3 separate regions of the Sus scrofa genome follow, and regions 1 and 2 are each linked to region 3. The links are chromatin contacts, called in public Hi-C and HiChIP or PLAC-seq maps. All regions are on one chromosome and are shown on one strand. Each heading gives the region's core, a stretch centred on a gene start, on an enhancer-like site or on the middle of the called end of the contact. The rest is flanking DNA. Distances are from core to core; before and after follow the strand shown. Region 1 overlaps FAM174B (membrane protein FAM174B). Region 2 has its middle 8.2 kb from the start of FAM174B. Region 3 overlaps CHD2 (chromodomain-helicase-DNA-binding protein 2).

Evidence for each region. A called contact is a pair of places that touch in the nucleus more often than the background predicts. HiChIP or PLAC-seq counts read pairs in DNA pulled down with a chosen protein or histone mark.
Region 1: a contact with region 3 is called in a Hi-C map of embryonic fibroblasts, with 3 times the contacts expected there. The contact joins two enhancer-like sites. A contact is called at or near these places in 4 of 47 Hi-C or Micro-C datasets (embryonic fibroblasts, heart right ventricle, mesenteric adipose tissue and 1 more).
Region 2: a contact with region 3 is called in an H3K27ac HiChIP or PLAC-seq map of skeletal muscle. The contact joins two enhancer-like sites. A contact is called at or near these places in 2 of 47 Hi-C or Micro-C datasets (heart right ventricle and mesenteric adipose tissue) and 1 of 2 datasets of contacts at active chromatin or transcription factors (skeletal muscle).

The regions. Positions count from the first base shown.
Region 1 is chr7:86,189,843-86,192,621 of Sscrofa11.1, forward strand. All of the region lies in intron 1 of FAM174B (membrane protein FAM174B), which reads left to right. Among named protein-coding and RNA genes, the nearest start is that of FAM174B, 9.3 kb to the left of the region's middle. Within about 2 kb of position 1,344, at least 27 of the 83 cell types and tissues checked have an H3K27ac peak or open chromatin away from gene starts, as enhancers often do. A contact at or near this core is called in embryonic fibroblasts, where this site is marked.
Region 2 is chr7:86,172,374-86,175,139 of Sscrofa11.1, forward strand. No RefSeq gene overlaps it. Among named protein-coding and RNA genes, the nearest start is that of FAM174B, 8.2 kb to the right of the region's middle. Within about 2 kb of position 1,483, at least 73 of the 83 cell types and tissues checked have an H3K27ac peak or open chromatin away from gene starts, as enhancers often do. A contact at or near this core is called in skeletal muscle, where this site is marked.
Region 3 is chr7:85,978,241-85,980,940 of Sscrofa11.1, forward strand. It overlaps CHD2 (chromodomain-helicase-DNA-binding protein 2), which reads right to left. Exons shown (of 38, transcript XM_021099370.1): 38 at 2,519-2,700. Among named protein-coding and RNA genes, the nearest start is that of RGMA, 58 kb to the left of the region's middle. Within about 2 kb of position 1,386, at least 31 of the 83 cell types and tissues checked have an H3K27ac peak or open chromatin away from gene starts, as enhancers often do. A contact at or near this core is called in embryonic fibroblasts and skeletal muscle, where this site is marked.

The DNA of each region.
Region 1 (2,779 bases), core at 94-2,593, 210 kb after region 3:
TGGCTACAGCTCCGATTGGACCCCTAGCCTGGGAACCTCCATATGCCGAGGGAGCGGCCCTAGAAAAGGCAAAAGGACAAAAACAAACAAAAAACACAAAAAACAAAAACCAAAAAAAAAAAAACAAAAAAACTCTCAAAGTTAGCATGTCTAAAAGTGAACTTGTGGAGTTCCCACGTGGCTCAGAGGAAATGAAACTGACTAGTATCCATGAGGCTGCAGTTTCGATCCCTGGCCTCGATCAGTGGGTTAGGATCTGGCGTGGTTGTGGCTGTGGTGTAGGCCAGTAGCCGTAGCTCCGATTGAACCCCTAGCATGGGCGTGGCCCTAAAAGACAAAAATAAATAAATGATAAATAAAAGTGCTCATGACTTTCTTTCTCTGCTACCCAGCCACTATTTGAGAGCCCTTGCCCCCTTCGATTTTCTTTCTATCTGTCGGCTTGTCCGAGCCAGACACTGGGGAGCCATCTCTGGCACCTCCCTTTCCTGCGCACCCCCTAGCCACTGAGTTCTGGTACTTTCCCCATCTCTCAGTCGTTTCCGTCTCCAGGTCCCTATCCTGACCCAAGACAAATCCTTCCTCTTAGACTCCAGTGGTAGTTCTTTAACTGGTCTCCTGCACCTGGGAGGACCTGCCCCCCTTCAGTCCCCCACTTCAGCTGAACCCCCAGCAGAGAAGACCTCAGTCACCCTGTTAAAATGCAAATCTGACCTTGTTAAATGCAAATCCAATCTAGTTACCCAGCCCTCTCCCCTCCTGGGTTTAAAAACCCATCAGTGGGCTCCTGCTGCTCTGTGGATCTAGATCCAAAGCCCCACCAAGAACTAGGCTTACAAGGCTGCCTGCCTTTTGCTCCTCCCTCCAGGGTGGGCAGCTCCCATCCTGCTCCCCTGCTCTTTGGGCTCCAGCCATGTGGCCTTGCAGTCGTCCCACTTTCCAGGAGCCACTGACAGGCCCTCCCTTCTGCCTGAGCATTGACTTCCCACCCCTCACCTTCCTGGGACACCTCCATCTCTTCGTCATCCCTTTATCAGGGATGCTTTCCCCCCCACCCCCGCAATGGGCAGTTCTCCCCTTGTGCACTCACAGCACTTACTATGGTGTGCTATTTTATTGCTGTGATTCTCTGTCCATTTCCTTACCTAGACCTAAGGTCCATAGATAGGGACTCTGTCTTTCTTCACTGGTCTTTGTATCTTAACTATGGTGGCAGGCCCATAGCAGCCATCGAATAAATATTTGTTGAATGAATGAATAAATCACTAGTAAGAAACAGTGCTGAGTTCTGAAGATCAACGTTAATAACCAATTACCTAGCACCGTTATTGCCACCTAGTGGAGACTGATGTTACGATACCGCTGGGCCCATTCTCAGTCGATTGCCCTTTATAGACATCTGTTGTACTCCTGGCCCAGAAGGGAATCAATACATGAATAATAGATTCTTGGTGCGGTATTATAGCAGGCACTTCTCAACATTGCCTACTTGATGTCTGAGCAAAGGGCATGTAAGCTGCCTTCCCCAGAGTCACGAGCTAAGGGGGAGACTTGTAATTCAGCACCAGGTTAGAGAGCCTAGCCCCACTACTTCTGTGTTTTCTGCCATTTGTTACATGGAATGTACCCATAAGAAAACTAGAATCATTGTAGTGGTTGCAGAGGGCCTGAACAAAACTCGCTTTAATGGAAGAAAATATATTTTGTAGCTAGAGAATGTACTATGGGGCTCTTGGAATTTCATCAACACATGAGAATTCCCAGACGAGTGCTCACTGGTTATGCGCAACCGAAGACCGGTGAATGTTCTCATTTGAAGGCCCCAGGACAATTCTATATGCAGTATTGCTGGATGGCTCACAGATCTCAGCATATTTTTCCTAGGCTTTTTGATTTTCTGGCCCAGGAAGTGCTGGTCTTCAAATCTCTGCAAGGTTTTAGGTCATTTATGAAGTAATTCCTTTTTTTTTTTGGCTACACCTAAGGCATGCAGAAGTTCCAGGGCCAAGAATTGAACCCACATCACAGCAGCAACCTGCTACTGCAGTGACAATGCCAGATCCTTAAACTGCTGAGCCACAAGAGAACTTGAGTAAATTTTTTAACAGTCTTCATATAGCACATTTGAGATCTCTGGTAAACAGTAATTACATTCATCACCAGCCACTTCCAGTGTTTTTTGGAAACAAAGTTTTATTCATACAATGTATGAAACAGTTGTTCTTTGCTTTATGTTCCTGACAAGTTTATGCAAATAAATGGGGAGGGGTAAATCTGATAATTTGATAATTTTCTATTGAATAAATTAAAAGAGCCAAAGTATTAACTTTTTAAAATTAATTAATTTTTTTGGTGTGGCACCCACGGCATGCAAAAGTTCCCAGGCCAGGGATTGAACCACATCACAGCAGTGACAATGCCAGATATTTAACCTGCTGAGCCACCACGAAAGTCCCAGAGTGTTCATTTTTACCATCAAGTTGTGTGGAGGAGTAAGAAATATGTTGTTTAAATGACATCTGTGGTGAATTATGTTATAGGGAAATGGTTTTAAACTTGAACTTGCTTCTGAATCACCTATGCTTGTTAAAGTGTAAATCACTAGGGTCCTGCCCCCGCAGCTTCTGTTTCAGGAGGGCCTGAGAATTTGCCTCTTTTTTTTTTTTTCTTTTTCTTTTCTTTATTTTATTTTTTTCCAGCTGCACCATGGCATATGAAAATTCCTGGGCCAGGAATCAAACCTGTGCTACAGCAGTGACCCCAGCCTCTGCAGCGATCC
Region 2 (2,766 bases), core at 233-2,732, 190 kb after region 3:
ATTGTTTATCTGGAGATAAACAGAGAACAGGTAGTAGTAGCAGGGTGTATCTGCTAAGCTATGTAAACAAGAAATTCCTCCTATCTTTGCAGTCTCTCAGTGGATTGCCTGTGATGCATAGCATATTTTGGTTTAAAGCTTATTCAATATAAAATGTTTTTTCTTTCTCTTCTACTTCCGTGGAAAAAGTTTCAGCATAGGCGATTTTGTTTTTAAATTATATTTCCTCAACACCTGCCACCAATACTGCCTGGGTTTGGGTCTTTAAGCTCAGGGTATGGTTAGCATCTAAATGCCCTGACTGAAACAAATGTGAAAAGTTTATTCACGACAAAGAATGCAAGTCAAGAGAAAGAGACTTGCACACTCCTCCCTGAAAGTACTGCAGTTAGAAGACATCATGGACTCTCTGCACTATTTACAGACAGCAGTATAGTACAATGGCAGGCTAGCACAAGCTCTCAGGCTGTCCGGGTTTGAATCATTCCAGTGTTTACTAGCTGTGGTGCTTCAGGCACTTAACCTCCTGGTGCCTTAGTTTCTGGTACATGGGAGAAAAAAATGGGGGTACCTACTTCATAGTACAGTGCTTTCCACAGTTTAAAGCCTCGGTAGTTAATGAGACTTACTTAACATTCTTTGGAGGTTTATTATGGGCAGAAACACTTCTGGGATACAAAGATGGTTAAAACATACTTCTCCCCCAAAAATTTACAATCTTATAATAATTATAATGGTACCATTAATTTGAACATAAAGCAACTATTCAAGATAAAGAGAAAAACGAACAGGTTTTTAAACAATTTTTTAATTGAAATATAGCTGACTTACAATGTTAACTTCTGCTATACTGAGAAGTGACTCAGTTATACATACACATATGTTCTTTTTAAAAGACATTATTTTCCATTATGGTTTAATTACAGAATATTAAATATAGTTCCCTATGCTATGAGGTAAGACCTTATTGTTTATCCATTCTACATATAATAGTTTGCAGCCCAACAGGTATTTTTAAAGGGGAGGGGACACAGTCAAGAGCTAGTACCCCAGTTGAGCTCCACATAATTATACGGTCTCTAAGGTTAAGCGGCATGGTCCAGTTTACACTTAAAAAGAGACGTCTTTCTGAGCTAGTTAAACAGGAAAAACCAGAATTCTTACCAAAAGAAAAGAATGTATCACCAACTTTGAAGCCACAAGCCCTGCTATGGAAAAAGGCCAGGGCTTACACACCCCGAGGCGATCCCTGATTTTCTCCCCATTTAGACAACCTAAGAGGATTTTTGTAACATTATAATAGTAAATAAATATTGACATAGAACACTCTTAAAGCCGGCCCTAAGACCCTTGCTTTCCGCTAAGCTCAAGGGTATTTAGCTGGCTTTGTTTCTGGCACATTAAGACAGGACTCGGCGCCATCTTGGAAACAATAGGGCTTCAGTCGCCCAGGGGTGGGAGCTGGTATCCAGGCAACGGGAGGCCCGCGCCGCGCCCCACCGCGCAGCCGCGCTCCGACGCGCCCTGCCGCCCGCCGCGTGGGCGGGGCTGGGGGGGGCGATGGAAAATTACCCCGGTTCTTCTTAAAGGCACCCGCGCATTTCCGGCCCCAAACTTCGGCGCCAGTTGCCCTTTGAGTGAAAATGTAAAGCAGCTTCTCCATTTTATCTTCTTAGAGGAAATCAAATTCAGTTCGCAATTTCCAGGGCAGGACTAGTCTATACTTAGGCAACTGATGTCGGAATGAATAGGCTTCCTCATGACCAAGTTAAGGGAAAAAAAAAAAAAGAAAGAAAGAAACCGAAAAATAAATACGACTCTGTTGCAGGAAGAGCTACTGAACATACAGGAAAGGCAGAAAAGAACTTCATGAGTAAAGTCACACTGACTATGCAACAGGTTTAAGAATGATGGGGCTCCGAAGCAAACATTTTTTGACAGAATGACGACTTATAACATACTGGAAATTTCCAAAAAACAAAGTTTGTAAGAAGCAACAGGATGGGTTTAGCATGCATCAGAAAAATTTTCCTCTCTTTGTAGATCAGTTTTTACAGTTTTTTGAGATTTTTTTTCCAGCTTCTTAGTCGTTGGGCTTTCCTCCATGTAGCTTTTATGATTTACTAGTTAAGCGGTGGTTTATTGCTGCTTCACTTTTCCGAAGGAACAGATAACATAATTCTCCTAGTTTTTGTAGCATAAACATCCAAGATATATTCTCCGTGACTCTGAAATGATTCTCCCTACCAAGCAATATTCACTAGAAGCCATCCAGAAAACAAGTGGATGACAAAGAAATTTTGGTTTTTCCTGAGTAAAGCTTTTGACGTACTAAATCTCTTTAGTTCGTAAAAGATCGTCCTTCGGTCTGTTCCTCCTCTGAAGATTTGCTCGGTGGTAGTAGTCTTTTCCGTGGTTAAACTGGTATGAGGCATATCTCCTGTACTCATGCTCCGACTGCAGACATTACAGGGGGAGCCAGGATGGATTCTGACAAGTGTAGACATGATGTTCCAGTCTTACTATGGCCCTGGCAAATTGATTTTCCGCTCCCGGCTGAGCTGTTTCCCTCATGCTTCTCGGCTGTATTAAACCACCTTCACCCCAATCCCCTTTTAACACGTCTCTTTTTATCCCTAATGTGAATTCTCTCGCATTCCATGCGCCACTTCTTAGTAATTTTTGACGGATCTTCTTGTTTTCCAGAACGCATAGTTGTGATATTTGAGCACTAAGCAAATGTTTTGCATGAGTTTAGACACCCAG
Region 3 (2,700 bases), core at 136-2,635:
GTCATCCACCCCAGTTCAGCAGTGCCTCTGGAGGTCCCAGCATCCCCCTCTGATAATCTCAACAGATGCCAAGCCCATTGGGTGTCCCCTCAGTGACCTCATCTACGCCACCCTGGCCTGGCAAGGGGCTCTCGTTATCCGTAGTTTGTATTTGAGGCTTGGAGAAGCAGTGAACTTGCCTAAGAAGCCAGCTGGTTCAAAGCCAAGTCTGTCTGCCTCCCAGACCCATGCTTCTCTTTGGTCCTCATGCCTTCCTGGACTCCTGTCCCTCTACTCCTGTCCTGGCTCTTTTCTCCCTGGCATTTATGTGACATCTTGTCTTCTCATTGTTTGCTTGTCTATGTTCTGCATCCCTGACCCTCCACCCAGGAAAGCTCAGAGAGGGCAGGGTCTCATCCTGGCTCACGTGTGTATGTCCACATCAGCTAGGACAGGGCCACTCTCATGACGGTCTAGTCCCAGCCATGTCTCTCTGTGAGCCTTGAAGGGGCCAGACTCTGTCTCCAAGTTTAGCTGGTTCCACTCCCCGCTGGGCGTTCCTCCTGTGTTTAATCGCCGCACAGAGCAGGCTTTGCAGAAACCTCCTTCCTGGGCTCCCAGGATGGACTGATTGTCCGGCTCTGGGGGGGGTGAGGGTTGCTATGTCTTAGGTCCCCCTGATCTCCCTTCCCTGAGCCAAGGACTGATGGACACTGTCTCCTTCCAGTTGACCCCCAGTGTGGACGAACTTTTTCCTTTTCTGCTTTCGGAGCTCTCACAAAGCCCATGAACCCTAGGAGCTGCCTCCTCCGTATGCAAATGAAGATGAAAAGGCCAGCTTCCCAATCATAGGCAGGCACTGACTTCCCTGCCCACCCCCAGACCACTCCTGGCCCCTCAGGCCACCCTGGTGCGTGGGGTTAGTGCGGACCATGCTTTAAGCAACATCAGTTCCCTCTGGGGTCAGAAAAGAAATAAAGAAAAGCACATGTGAACCCTCTGTAGGGCAGCTCTGGCTCCCAAGAAATGGCTGCCATTCTACCATTCTCAAGGTCAAAATTCTGTAGGTCAGCGATTTGCCTGTGCTCCACACAAAACCCTGTCTCCCTGTACAAAACTGACCAGGGATCCCCAAGACCCACCCCAGGGGAGGGCCCTGTTTTCTACAGGATAAAGAACTTTGATTCAGACAGGCCATGTCTCTTCCCCACTTCACAAAGCAGAACAAATGCAGCTTGCAAGGTGACAGGAGCCTGGTGGGTTTTCAACCTCAAAACACAAGGGAAGGGCTGCCTCCAAGGCAAACCTGGTCCTGTTCCTTTAAGAGCCACAGGTTGGAGCTCAGCGCTGCCTGGCAAATTGCAGGGCCTTGTGTTTCACTAAGTGACCTTTCTGTTGGCGCTAATTGAGGACTTGCCTTGATGCCAGAGGAGCGAGGCCTCGCCAGGGAGCAGGGAGGGGCCTGGGCCTGCTCCTTCCAGTAAAAGGCAGGCGTTTTGGCAGCGGTCAGTTTAGAAGCCTGGTTGCTATTGTAAATCATAGACTGATTATTGCACTTGTTCTTAAAGTTTCCCAAAGTTGTTCCAGCCGAGCTGTGAGTTGCAACATGATTGTGCGTTAAGTTTATAGGCAGGAAGAACTCTCGGCTCTTCTTTGCGTCAACTCCACAACTACAGGCGCTAAATCCAGGCGCAGCCAGGGCAGCAGGACCCTACAACCACAGGTCCTGGGCTGACAGTCACAGGAGTTAATCCTCAACTCTGAGTGGAAATGCAGTTTTATCTGTTATCAAGAATTAAGTGCTTCACAAGGACTGAAGTTTCGCTTCAAAGCCATTTAAGTGTTAGTAAAACCCCTCGGGCCTGGCAAACCTCTCCGACTTCTATTCAGACGGTTCTCCACTCGTGGGCTGTGGCTCCCTTCCTCTGTCTGGGCCTCGCAGGAGTTGGGCTGGCCCCTGTGCCAAATTGCTTGAGTTAACATTTGTGTCAGTGTTTCCATTATAAAGTGCTCTTTTCCCCTTCAAGAATATATAACCCAACTGTAAAATGACCCTCAGGGCTGCAGGCTGGCAGGCTCAGTGTTTTTATTTCCTCTGGGTAGAGGTGGCTGTAGGACCCCTGTTTGCACAGGCCTGGGTCTCCCGGGATCCTCCTGGGCACGAACAACATGGGAAATTGAGGGCTGCCCTGCTCAACTACTGGTGCCAACCCCTCCAGGTTCTCATCAAGGGTAGGGATGTGGGCTAAGATGACAGCTGCTGGGGTCAGGGACGCTGCTCAGAGAAAATGATAGAACCTGCAGTGTAAGATCCTGGACTCAACAGCACAACTGGTGCTCAGTAGCGAGGGGAGAAACATAACTTGAAAAGACTCCATTTCACAAGCTGTCAAAAAATCCCAATGACCCAGCAACCAGAGAAAGGGTGACGTGGAGGCATGTATGGTCACAGGGCACGCCAATGCAAAGCAACATGTTCGCCCAATTCTAAAAATCCTTAGTAACACTTTTTAATATATAAGAATCAAAAGTACAGCAGTTTTTACAATGTAGGAAAATTTAATACATACTATATAAACAACATTATTTACATCAGAAATCACTAGGACAGTGGCATTTTTCACAAATATAAATTAATTACTGTTTAGTCAACAGGTTTTAAAAGTCCACAATTTTACAATAAAGAAAAACCACCTGTCCCCAACCGAGCGGGGCACAGAT